2 separate regions of the Gossypium hirsutum genome follow, and region 1 is linked to region 2. A link is a contact called in public Hi-C data. All regions are on one chromosome and are shown on one strand. Each heading gives the region's core, a stretch centred on a gene start, on an enhancer-like site or on the middle of the called end of the contact. The rest is flanking DNA. Distances are from core to core; before and after follow the strand shown. Region 1 holds the start of LOC107948120 (UDP-glycosyltransferase 73D1). Region 2 holds the start of LOC107887210.

The links. Hi-C and Micro-C count contacts between places; a contact is called where the count stands out from the background.
Region 1: a Hi-C map of leaf shows a contact between it and region 2, with 2.9 times the contacts expected there. The contact joins the promoter of LOC107948120 here to the promoter of LOC107887210 in region 2. A contact is called at or near these places in 8 of 34 Hi-C or Micro-C datasets (callus, leaf and petal).

What each region holds. Positions count from the first base shown.
Region 1 is chrA04:63,914,058-63,921,236 of Gossypium_hirsutum_v2.1, reverse strand. LOC107948120 (UDP-glycosyltransferase 73D1) reads left to right here and starts at 1,581. Exons shown (of 1, transcript XM_016882589.2): 1 at 1,581-3,348. The coding sequence starts at 1,676. The coding sequence ends at 3,142.
Region 2 is chrA04:64,142,461-64,149,109 of Gossypium_hirsutum_v2.1, reverse strand. LOC107887210 reads right to left here and starts at 3,641. Exons shown (of 10, transcript XM_041111059.1): 1 at 3,493-3,641; 2 at 3,241-3,376; 3 at 2,490-2,715; 4 at 2,266-2,389; 5 at 1,568-1,656; 6 at 1,410-1,452; 7 at 975-1,031; 8 at 793-889; 9 at 1-4. The coding sequence starts at 3,283. It also overlaps the pseudogene LOC107887212.

The sequences.
Region 1 (7,179 bases), core at 332-2,831, 230 kb after region 2:
TAAAATACATCAAATATTATTTTGGGTACATGAATGCTAATTATTACCTTATTATATAAACTCTTATTTTCGTTTTTTTTTACGACTTTCAACATGTGGAACCTTTGACTTATTGGATTTAAATATATTTTTAGATAAGTTTTGGATAATTAACTACATTCTTTTTGTCATATAAATTAAATGTAAAAAATTGAGATATTAAATAAAAATTAAAATTAAAAAAAGTTATTTGACACAAATATAAAATATATACCTTATGGCGTGAGCACTTAGGTGTAAATTGATTTTAATATATCCCGTGCAAAGGGACATCATCAACAGAAATGTTTAACTGCAATTGACAACAAAAGAGAGTTTGGTTGCTCCAAAAAGTCAGATTTAACAACTTTGAAGACTCCGTCGACATGAAGAAAGACAAGTAAGGAGCACATTCACTTTCCCATTCCAATACATTAAGTAGTAGAATCAAATTTCTTGGAAGATACTTCAATTATATTTAAAAAGTCTCTTTTAGGTATTTTTAATAACAAATTGTGTGACTTCATTTTTTAAAAAAATTAATTAATATTATGCATTAATTTTTTAGCTCGGGATCAATTTCCCTCGATAATATTATTTTTAATTAATGTAAAAAATAAACAAAAATAACAAATAATAATAGTACGTTTTTTTATTCAATTGTATTTATGATTTCTGGTTGTATTTGAATTTAAAATTTTAAAATTTATGATTTTATAAAAAGGGTTAAATTAGGATTTAGTTCTAAAAGAGTCCAGGGTTGTAAAATTTTATACAAAAAATAGATTAATTTTAGAGTTAAAAATAATAATAGTTAATTTGATATTTCTTGTTGTATTATATTATTCGCAATGTTGTTTGAACTGAATTAGATCGGTCAGTCGGATTAGTTTAGAAAGTGATTTTGAACCAATTAAATCGAAAATCGGTATGAACTGATTGAATCGATTAAAAATAGTTGACTTGACGATTGAATCAATTGCTTGACTGATGAATCAATGACTTAACCGATTCGACTACCAGTCCAATTTAAAAAAAACATTAATTATTCATTTACTCTAAAAAAATATTGTTGGATCATCATAATGTAAATTAAAATCTAATATAATTAGTTAACAGTAAGAATTTTGGGATTAATTTCAGCATAGGACAATCTTAGGAAAAAAATATTTATGAAGAAGAAGGAAATAACGCGAAAGCTTCTTGATGTAATTGATTGAAGAAAGCGACAAAAAATGTTATCAACATCAAATCTGATATAAAACGAGGAAATAGAAGCTTAAAGACCAACCAATCTATCATCAGAGCTATGATTAGCGTGGTTGCCGGGGTAAAGCCACAAGGCCGACAAGTTGACTAATTCAACACCAAACATAGGGCATGAGATGACTTAATCAAACACAAAATCCAAGTCAAGTCAATTATATATATATTAGTTAGATAGATATTGATAGAAAAAATGAAGTAAACGATATTATACATACTAATTATTTAACATTCCCTTTTAACTAATATATATTTGGACTTATTCAAAGTCAAGCTCACCTTATAAGACCTGCAATTGGTAAGAAACCTTCAAAAAAACGTATAGACGTGATATTAAGAACAAAATTTAGGTGACCAACTCGACTGGCCAAAGTTGGAATTGTTCGTCTCAATGGCCGAGCAACTACACTTCGTGTTGATCCCGCTCATGGCGCAAGGTCATATGATTCCTATGATTGACTTGGCCAAGCTTCTTGCAGAACGAAGGGTGATGGTAAGCTTAGTCACTACGCCCCACAATGCGTCCAGGTTCGACTCGGTCATCCAACGAGCTACCCAATCAGGGCTTCAGATCCAAGTAGTGAAAATCCCATTTCCATGCCGGGAAGTCGGACTCCCTGTGGGATGCGAGAACCTTGACACTTTGTCTTCCAGGGATCTATTGAAAAGGTTCTACAATGCACTCGGAATGTTGCAAGAACCATTGGAACGATTCCTGGAGCAACAAAAGCCGCTTCCCAGCTGCATAATATCAGATAAGTGTCTTTCCTGGACTTCCAAAACTGCTGAAAGGTTTAACGTTCCCAGGATTGTTTTCCATGGGATGGGCTGTTTTTCATTGCTGTGCTCTCACAATGTGAAGCTTCACAAGGCTCATCTTTCGGTTGCTTCGGATACGGAACCGTTCGTGGTGCCGGGATTGCCACAAACGGTGGAGATAACAAGGGCTCAACTTCCTGGAGCATTTGTTAGTCTGCCAGACCTGGACGATGTTCGGAACAAGATGCAAGAGGCCGAAATGAGTGCTTTCGGTGTTGTCATAAACAGCTTCAATGAACTAGAGCAAGGGTGCGTGGAACAGTACCAGAAGGCTATAAAGAAAAAGGTTTGGACCATTGGACCGGTTTCTTTATGCAACAAGATGAACTTGGACAAATTTGAAAGAGGAAACAAAGCATCGATCAAGGAACAAAAATGCATGAAATGGCTCGACTCGAAGGAACCAAGGTCAGTTATTTACGCTTGCCTGGGTAGCCTATGCCGTCTAGTTCCAGCACAACTAATAGAACTGGGGTTAGGTCTAGAAGCATCACAACAACCATTCATTTGGGTAGTCAAAACAAGCGATGAAAGAGCTGAGGAGCTAGAGAAGTGGTTTTCAGAGCAGAAATATGAGGAGAGGATCAAAGGGAGGGGGCTTTTGATCAAGGGTTGGGCTCCACAAGTTCTTATCTTATCCCACCCTGCAATAGGAGGGTTCATAACTCACAGTGGTTGGAATTCAACCATAGAATCTGTATGCTCCGGGGTTCCAATGATAACATGGCCTCAATTCTCGGAACAATTCTTTAACGAAAAACTCATCGTCCAAATTCTGAAGATCGGAGTTGGGGTTGGGGTTGAAGTCTCCGTTAGATGGGGTGAAGAAGAGAAACTGGGGGTGTTGGTGAAGAAACATCAAGTTGAGAAAGCCATAGATATGTTGATGGATGGCGGTGAAGAAGGCGAAAACAGAAGAGTTCGAGCACGAAAGCTTGCTGAAATTGCAAGGAAGTCTCTGGAAAACGGTGGATCATCTTACTGCAACATGTCACTCTTAGTGAGAGACATATTGGAGGAAATCACTAAGTCTCAGTAACACCCTCCATCTGCAGGTTTAATTTAAACGTTCGTAAACCATTACAAAAGGTTGGATTTCCTCTTTTCTTTTCTCTCGGAAGGCCTTTGAATGTATAATTGCGAGTAACCTCTAAACAATTTCTATTTTAATACCTTCATTATTGTTGAAGTAATCTTCTTTTCTATGTAAGTTCAAGTGATCTTCAAATCATTCTTTCTTATCTACTATACTACTACTACTACTACTACTATTATTATTATTGTTATTATTATTAAAAAGTTCAAGTAAACTTGCGTTGCACAAATTCAAATATTATTTAAATACTAAATTAGATTTTTCTAGTATATATTATATTCTCAAAAAGAAAAATTTAGGTTCAAATTTTGAAAACAATATTATTGAAAAGAATAACAAAAAATTCTAAAAGAATTAATCTATTCCCATATTAAGGTTTGGACTTTTTTATATTTAAGTTATTCTTTAAACTTGACAATTATTATTACATTGGAGCATAAACACAATTGTTCCCACATTAAAGTCTGAACTTCAGATACGATGTTGGGATTTAGTACTCTTAGTGTAGTTGTTCGTTATTAATACTTGTAATTTTTCTTTTTAAATAGATTGGTTAATAAAATTTCATAGTTAAAGTTATTATATTTTGTATATTTGTCCTCAATGGTTTATTCATGAAAAACAAAATGTATAAGTAAATATTGGCTCATTGGTTACCTAACATTTAACTAATATTAATTTACATCATGTGACTAAATCGTGATGCAAGAAGACAACTTATATTAATAGGTAATCTAAATGGTCCATTATTTGAAGAATCAAAATTAAGCAAATTGATTCAACGACTATATAAGTTCAAGTAATCTCCTTTTCTATGTAAGTTCAAGTGATATTCAAATCATTCTTGCTTATCTATTATTATTATTATTAGTAAGAAGTTGAAATGAACTATAGATAGTTGCATTGCACAAACTTCGAATATTATTTAAATGCTAAAATTAGATTTTTTTTAGTCTTAGGTTAAGCGATAAGGTACATTATATTTTTTCAAAAAAATATATAGGTTCAAACTTTGAAAACAACATTATTGAAAAGAATAATAATAAATCTCGAAAGAATTAATCTATTCCCATATTAGGGTTTGGACTTTTTCTATGTCTAAGGGTGAGTTTGGATGGGCGGTGCGTTTACCTGTAATTAGTGTAAAAGCAGCGGTGGCGATGAGATTAGATACTGTAGCGTGAGACAAAAAGTAAGCTAAACGCATTGCACCGCACCGCCGTCCCAAACCCACCCTAAGTTAGCCCTTAAACTTGATAGTTATTATTACATTAGGGCATGAACATTTTAGTCCTTAAACTTGACAGTTATAATTTGTTCAAAAACCGATTTGAAAATGGTTTTCTTAGCGGAAAATTAAAATTTTGAAAATTGACCCGAGTTGTGATAATTATAGCAATAAACCCCAACCAAATTCATACTTGTGTTTTCGGCTTAGCAGACTTTTATTGTTCCCGACTTTCAACCAAACAATCTTATTCGCTATTCTCGTACCATGAATTGCTTCGAGTGTGGGCTCGAACTAGATGTATCGAAGCACAAAACTAGATAAAGTTTTCTCTATTTTATTTGGGGTGAAAATAAAAATTCTCTCTTCTTAATAGAAACCGACAGAATTATTATTCTGGAAAAATATGCTTGATAGTTGAGAATAAATTCTTTCTATTTTTCGGCAAAGTAACAATCTCTTAAAGTTATATATAATGCTCTACGGTACCATCTACTTAAAAGAAAGAAAAGGTAGAACCATTGTTAAGTTGTAGTAGTCTATTTCAAATAAAAAAGTAACTTCCTACTTAGAGTAGGAGTGAGGTGGACGACGCATCGTAGTATTCCTACTAGGGTTGCCACCCCTTCCATGTTATATGAGGGGTTTTGGGCCTCTCTCACAGTAGGTCCAATAACAAGTACTTCTTGGGCCTTTGATCTAGTACTCTATAATATGATCCAACCTGACTCAATTTTTCTATTTCCAAAAATAAACTTTAATTTTCTATATTAAACAATTCTCTCATCCCTATTTTACCTCCAGTAAAATTTGAGAAAATATGTTTAATATTTCATACATTGTGCCCAAATTGTTTATTTTTATTTTCAGGCTTTAAAGCAGCTCAAAAACATAAACTCATTCTTTCGATCATTTTTAAGTAATCCATATAGAATTGCAAATAAATCATTTCCATTTTGCAAACCTACATTCATTTCCAAATGATTCCATTTTTCCATTTTAAGAAAAACCATAATCGTTCCTAAATGTTTCCTATTTCTCTTTTCTTATTCATGTTGTTCATTTCTATTCAAACACGCAATTCATTTCTAGTTTCAACGAGCTAGCGGAGGGACCGATTGGACATATGTAATTAGGGCTCAAATTTTATAATTATGTTCTAGCTTTTCACCTATTAATTATAAAATAATTTAGTCATGAAATCATTCCACTGTAGTATCATGATTGAGCTTCCTTAACAATATATCATTACGAAATCGACTACTCAGTGCTCGTCCAATGACATTTTCATAAGTGTGTTACATTCATAAGCTATTCTTGATCTCTTTGGGATAATATCCACTATCCCAATATGATCCTATTTTATTTATGGTAATCATTACATATTCCTTCATAAAAAGTCAATTACTATTGAATAGTAATTAAGTCATTTATCACAAAGACAAAAGACCAATGGCCATGTTTAGTTTTCATCAACCATGTAATATCAATGAGAGGATATCATTTACCCATGTCTCGGGCAATGAATTCCATTGTTGTGAATGACGTTACTATTGGGAAATGTGCCCATATTGTAGTAAACATGTAACTGTTTTCTATTTATTTGAACGATAAATAAATAAAGTTAATTTCACATTTCACTATTATGTCTTTTGTATTTTCTGTCTTTTATATTTTACATGCATAGCAAAATTGTGGACAAGCAAATATTAGCTCATTGATTATCTAAAGTGCAAACTGAAGGTAAGTGGCATTGTAAAGAACATTTACATTGCGAGAAAGACAACTTACTTCAGTAGATAATCTAAATGAGTCCATAATCCCGTAAAAGAATCAAAGTGAGAATTTGATTCAAATACTTAGAGATGGTTAGTCTTGGCTATCAGAGCAGTTGACTCCATGAGTAGAGACATAAATGTATTCATTGGTAGAATGATACATTGGATGGACCCAAGATGAATTAATGCTGAATCCATTTGTGAATTAATTCACTTGTGACTTTCATGGTATTATTTACCTAAATCTTGAGTTAGTCACTGACCATGCGTATGCAACTCATGTGCTTTGATATAAGTGGAGGCTTATTGTAACATCCCAAATTAGGGTTTAGTAGGAACAATGGTTTCAAGACCATAAATTTGAGGTATAAATAATTATTTTATTTTTATTATGAGGTCTATGATACGATTTCATACTCATGTGAAAATTTCATGAAGAGATTTTATAGGTAAAGTGTCCAATTTGACTTTAGGGACTAAATTGAATAAGTTGCAAAACATGTGTTTCTAGAAAATTTTAGTATGAAATAGCTTTGGATTATTAATTATAGGTCCTTAAATAGAAATTTTCCTAATTTTTATTTTTATGGACAAAAATGGGCATGCATAGATAAAATTTAAAAGTTTAATGAAAAGGGCATTTTGATCATTTGGTTAATAAAAGATTAAAAAGGGAAAAATCAAGCAAAAATTTGCTCATCTTTCTCATGCCATAGCCGAAACTTGGAGGACCACCATAGCTAGGGTTTTTTCAACTTTTCAAGCGTAATAATAAGTCAATCCTAGACCTATTTTTATTGTTTTTTTTTGCATTTTTGAGAACCTAGAAGCATGATTTAGCTATTTCTACCCTTTATTTGAACTAGGGTTTATGTTCAAAAGTTTACCCATGTGTGTCATGCATGTATTTTGATGATTAATGGAGGAATATGGAAGTTTGGTGTTAAATGAATATCTTTTTCTAAGTGATTTTT
Region 2 (6,649 bases), core at 2,392-4,891:
TTACCTGTTCCAAATTAAGCTGGGTTTAGAAGAACGATGAACAGTTCTTTCTCTGGTGAAACCATGGAAATTAAAAGCATTAGAGGTCTTAAGTAGAACCTAAATTTATCAAAATAACATATATTTCTTTCTAGAAATTAAACAGATTTTGCAGGTGATAAGAAAACAGGAAAATGTAATTGATATTTGCTTGTCGATGAAAATAGGAACATATTAGGTTGAAGCATTGCATTAAGAATTGGGTACTGCAAACCCCACAAGCAGTTAGCATCCTAATCCTCTAACCATCAAAGTAATGAGGCCCAGATGCTCAAACCACAGATGCTATCAATTTTCAATCTACAATTGAAAAATAACACTATAGTAGACCTATAAGAATGCCTATGAACCAAATAAGAACGATGCTAAATATTAAGTTCGATTCACATTTTAAAGAATGCGGATTAAAACATAATAGTATGAAGGAATTGGATAACCCAAGTGTCTTAATGCAAGGCAACTAGACAAAAAACTTATAACTACACCAAGTGTCTCAATCAGATTTAAGAGTAATGAAGAGATTGATATTTTCTGTATATCATGGAGGATAGACTAGTGGCACGTAAGACCTGTCTGTATTCCAGTCTTTTGATCTACAATAAGTATAGGAGATAATAAGAATGAAGCAATGATGAATATCCCCAACTTTTAAATCGTGTATCTTCCTCAGCTCAATTTATTTGTCTTCTGTTTTTTCAAGTATGTTAGAAGGTTAAAAGTGTAACACAGAGATAAGTGCAATGCAACACAAACCAGATTTTTTGTCTTGCCGATCAGATTGAGGGAAAGGATCAGGGCTTCCAGGCAACTGCTTACATGATTTTATATGTTTCTTCCTCTGTACTATTGCCTGCAATTAGGCAAGAATACAGTTGCAGAAGTTGAAAAATGAAGCAATGAAAACAAATGGCACATTTCATGGAAATATTCAATACTTGTTTCAAAGCATCTTGAAAATTTTCCATTAAATTGCAGCTCCTTTCTTCAAAGCACTGGCAAAAAGGAAAAACACTTATTTTAAAATTAGATTTCACACAACCCGTAATTCATGTGCTGAAAAAAAATAAGTTAAAGATAACATCAAGTTCCCATATATGTATATCATAGAACCACTATTTCTTTTATCATATCTTGTTGTGACTTTCAAAATCACCATAAAATTTCCGTTCGCATTGCACAAACCAAGAAAGGAGGTATTCCCCTCCAAGCCTCCTAAATACTTCAAATGAATATCACAGGTGGAAAGAAAGAATATAAAAAAAGAAGAAACAAAAGCAGATTCTTTATTGCAAGTTCTAAGGAACGATAATATTTATTAAACTAAATCAATACTGATAATTTTGGCATGGCTAGACAAAGCCTATACTTACATCCTCAAGCATTGAAAGATCTCTTGCTGCATTAATCCAAGCACTGAAAAGAAATTAGCTAATATTTAAGATCATATAATGAAAAAATCCTGTAGAACAATAAAACTTTCACAGTTCTAGGATAGAGGCTACATTAGCTTACAATGGGGGTACTATACCTGTCATGTTTTCCATAAAACTTTACTAAAACATGTTCCTCGGTTTGTTGGATTGTTGAATCAACTAAAACGGACCTTTTTTCAATGATCTGTAATGTCAAGTAAGAGCTTTTAAGAGTACTTCTGAAGAGGGGAAAAATTGTTCCATGCAAAATACATATCTGAAGAGAACGAGAAGTTTCAAGTCAAAACTGAAATTATCTAATGGAGATGGGAAAAAGAAGTTTTCCCAGGCTAAGAAAGTTACAGGTATTAGTCAAAGACACTTAAATGATTAAACCTGCTGTTAGCTGCTGTACTTTAGTTATGCAAAGTTTCTATCTCCATTAGAAAAGATCAGTACAAAAGGGTTTCAGAAGTGAAAGGGTTAGAACTTCATTTTCCAAGTTGAAAGCCACTGATATCGGGTGAAAGAATTTCAATCCATTCTGCATAAAATTAGGTATAGGATGATCTTTGAAGAGAAGTGCCAACAGGCTTCCAACAATTCTTTTCCCTTTTTAATTACAGAACATGCACATCAACAACCAGAAAGCAAAAAATCAACAAAAATGAAGGGAAAAAGTGCAAATCCTACAATCAATATATATAATATATAACTGCAGCTATGGATTCTGTCACGCACATGACTGTATATACAAAACAAAAAGATCATCTACGTCATATTTTGAAACAACATAAAAATAACAGTATCTTACTTGAGCAGGCCACCACACTTGGCAAGCTGTTTTGGCCCATACCGCATTTCCTGGAGTTATGCAAACACCAGTGCTTCCTCTAACTTGTAACTTCTTCACATCACTCTTTTGTTCCACTACGTTCCTACTTCAACAAGAAAAAAGGGATAAAGAAAGTTCTCAAGTAAATAAAGAATATAACATGAAAGCAACCATAAGAAAACTGCCCATAGCATTATACATACTGGACCACTCTACCACTGCATGGATCACTAGCTGTATCTGGAGCAATTGGTTCAGCTTCTAACGCCGGAAATTCATAGAAATTTAACACAAATCTTGATCTTTTATCACACGAGCCACTGAAAGCAATTGAGTCATCCACTATATTTCCATCCTGTTTATCATCGAAATTAGTTAAGGTTACACTGGAAGCTTCATCTCTATCATAGGAGCACTCTTGTAAGGAACCTGTGAAACAGTTACCAAGATTAAAGGTTACAGTTCTCCAAAATGCTTTTGTGCATTGCTAACTATAACAGTCTCTCTATCTTGGAAGCAGAACTTCAAAGAAAGTGATAACAGACTGAATGAATAATCATACAATACACTTAAAAGAACTTCAGAACCTAACAAATTCTGCTCTTATCAAGTTGTTATACAGAATTATCCGTATAAATTAAGATCATTATGCAAACAGAACAAGTGGCAAATACATAATTATTCATAATGGATGCACTAAAATTTACGACGTTCAATATTTCTCCTCAAATAATATCCAAGATATACATTTAGGGTCATTTACACCGTAACAATTACCCAATTCACAAGAAAATTTCATTCTTTGAGGAACAATCCTTCCTCTATAATCAAGAGTAACATAAAATTTGTGACTCCAGCAACATTTAAACATACCCAATTACACCAAAAAGAAACGAAAGGTGATAGAATATGCGCAAGAGAGAGAGAGAGAGAGAGAGAGAGAAACTGAAATACCAGAAGCGGATGGGGAAGCAGGGGAAGAAAAAGAGGAAGGCATAGGTTCAGCTTTCCTGGACTGCTTACTGAAGTTTGGAGCATTTTCAATTTGATTCAATCCCTTTACCTTTTGCTTCTTCTTCCCGGGTGATTTCTTCTTTGCCATTGATGTAGACAGTTAGGCGATTGAGGGGGGAAAAAGGGTTTCCAAGAGGAACCCTAGAATTAGAAAATAAAAGAAGGGGGGAGAGTCTTAAGTCAGGTGCTTACCAGTTACAACGTGAGAAATTGGGCTGAAATGGTCCACGTTTCGTGTCTTTTATTTTACTTAGCTTTTTCCAACTCTGTTGCTGTATTCAATACTCTGCTGTCAACCAAAATAACAGTTTTTTTTTCTGGATTCAACTTAATTTGATTCATTCAGGATTATTTAACAACAGGACTTTGCATTTATTTAGTTATAGTTTAGCGCTGCAAATAAGAATTATTACAATGCCTGAATTGGTAGAGTTATAAAGGACAGAATGTAACATTGTAAGCACTTGCCCCACTGCATTTGTATATTGGAGGATCGTTGTCTCCCGGATATGTATGTGCCAACTGACAAAGTTCCTTAAATCTTTTTGAGAAGTCATTAGGCTGGCAAGCCTGCCCTGTAAGCTTCCGGTGCAACAATATTTGGGATCTTTCAACGCATCACATGGACTATTGCATCCCACATAGGCTCGATTTTTGTTTATAGCCACCAAGGATGGAGGGCACACATCTCCCATATCCTTGATGCAGTCGACAACGGGGCACACTTCGGACCCTCCAACCAACGTGCCACCAATCGGTTGAATTCGGACTGGCACATTGAACCCATGGTTCAGGCTCACTTCGTAACAGACCACATTCTGGTTAATGTTGAAATTCAGGAGTGTCTCTGGTGGTTTTGGTGGTGGAGATTGGCAATCGACCGAGCCAGACCCGCAGTCTCCGGTCTCGCAAGTAAAATTAACTTGGGAAGCATCGTACGAGCATTTCGTCCGTAACCAGAGGCTACCGGTCCAAGGATCTGGCATGGAGAATATTTCCAATGTGCCTGGCCCCCTCTCGGGATCACCATCGCCAACGGAAGGACTGGCTGATAGCCACACTGAGAACGAGCATTCATTGTCAAAGTTGAAGGTTAAATCAGACTGCACAAATTTACCTGTAAATTTAGATCAGCAATTAAGATGTCAGTCTCTCTACTTCAAAAATCCATGCAATTCAAGTAGACAAATCTTAATGTTTATCAATTGAGTTAAGCCTAATTTGCCATTGATACTAACAAAAAAAATATGATAATAGCAACCTGAAATAACTAATACGAGGACAAGACTGAAAATTGCTTTACTGCCCATTGAAGCTTGAACCTTAAGTTTTAGATGGATATATACAATTTACATGCTTTAGAATGGGGATTATATACAAAACAGCTATTTATTCTTGGTAAAAACAAATAAAGCATAATTTTAAGGTATCAAATTAAAAATTCATAATTTTATTAGTGGATTTTATATTAAAAGGATACCTTAAGTGTAAGAGGTAAGTTAACCAATTGAAAAGAAAATTCATAACTTTATTAGTGGATTTTATATTAAAAGGATACCATAAATAGAAGAAGAAGACGAAGAAGAAGAAGCATATCTTTTACATTAATTATGATTTCCCCACCTGTTTAAGTTCATCTTATTTTGTATCCAACCAAATTTATCTCTTTTTTTTTTCTTTTTTTTTTCTTTTTTCTTTTGAGAAAACCTAAATTACTGTGGTCCTTAATTACCAAAGAAATTACTGTGGTCCTTTGACCCCAAAAAAACAGGGTAAAAATACACTTGCATAGACAATAATTATTTAGCCATACCTGTTCCATAATATTATATAATGGAATAGTTGAACAAAAAAAATTTACTATATAATGGAATGTTGTGAGAAATATTATTTTCCAAGTTATAATTCTAGAATTATATTAACAATTAGAATATATTAAAATTTACCGTTACCTTATAAAACATATACAATAAATTTAAATCGAATTTATATGATAAGATATAAATTTTATTGAAGGTGATTATTTACCATGGAATGTTTCACTCCCTCAATGGAATGTATTGTTCTTGTGGGGGGTTTGTCTTCTAAACTCCAAAGAGACCCAAAGGGTTCACGGAATTTAGAGAGCACATCAGTTGATGTAGATATAACCTGCAATCTCACAAGATAGAGTTATTTAAGCCTTAGCTGATGATTCGATCCCCTATAGGTGTATCATGCATAATTAATATTTCACATAATGCTAATACTTACCCTATAAACTTGCAAATCGTATTTATATCAATCGAGACGCTCATTAAACTCTATAAATCTCTTTAGACTCTTTTCAAAATACAAGAGACAAATCACCTCACCAAAACATTACTTTAAAATAAGAGACTTCATTGCAAATACTCATAAATAATAATATTGTAGAGAACTAATCAGAATTAATATGGAAATAAATCTCCTTACATATTTGAAGTTTTTAGGCAACTTCAAAGGTAAAAATATAGGGTAAATTATATCTTTATTGATTCTAATTTACATAGAAGTATGGGAAAACCCGAAAAGTATATCTCATTCCCACCCATGGAAGCAAAACGACATTTACGTATGAGATTGTAAATGACTAAAATCTGGAATACCTATGGTGTCTTAAAAGGAAAAGAAAAAAAAAGAAATTAATAATCTTTTTTTATATCTAATAACAATTATATATATAATATATTTAGGGTGGGTTTAGATGGACGGTGTGTTTGTCTACGGTTAATATAAAAATAGCGGTGACAATAAGATTAAATACTGTAACGATACTGTAATGTGAGACAAAAAGTAAACTAAACACACCGCACTACACCGTACCGTTTATCGAAACCCACCATTAGTCAAATCCACCAAATCAGTTTACAAATGCAAAAAAACAGTAAACTATGTGTTAATACAATAAAAATGTCTTTTGGTATATTTTTCATCTCAAACTATATATTGTAATCGATGGGCGTCAAAACTACCAAATATAAAATCATATACTCTAACTTAATTAAATAGTAGTATAGAGTAATAGGGTCGATTCCACAGGGACTGGATTACTAATTTTCTTGTTTCTGTGGCCAACTGAGTCTAGACAGTTGTCGTGCCCTCAACCTATACGTGCAAAATTGTAAAATAAATGAAAGAGGGAATTTAGTTGATAGAGAAAATAGAATAAACAATAATATAATATAATATAATATAAATGGATTTGAGATTGCAAAATAAAATTAAGTGAATTAAATCAAATTAGGGAACTAAATATATTAAAATTCAGCCTCAGCCTCAGCCTCAGCCTCAGCCTCAGTATGCTTCGAACTTGAACCGATCCTTGAAA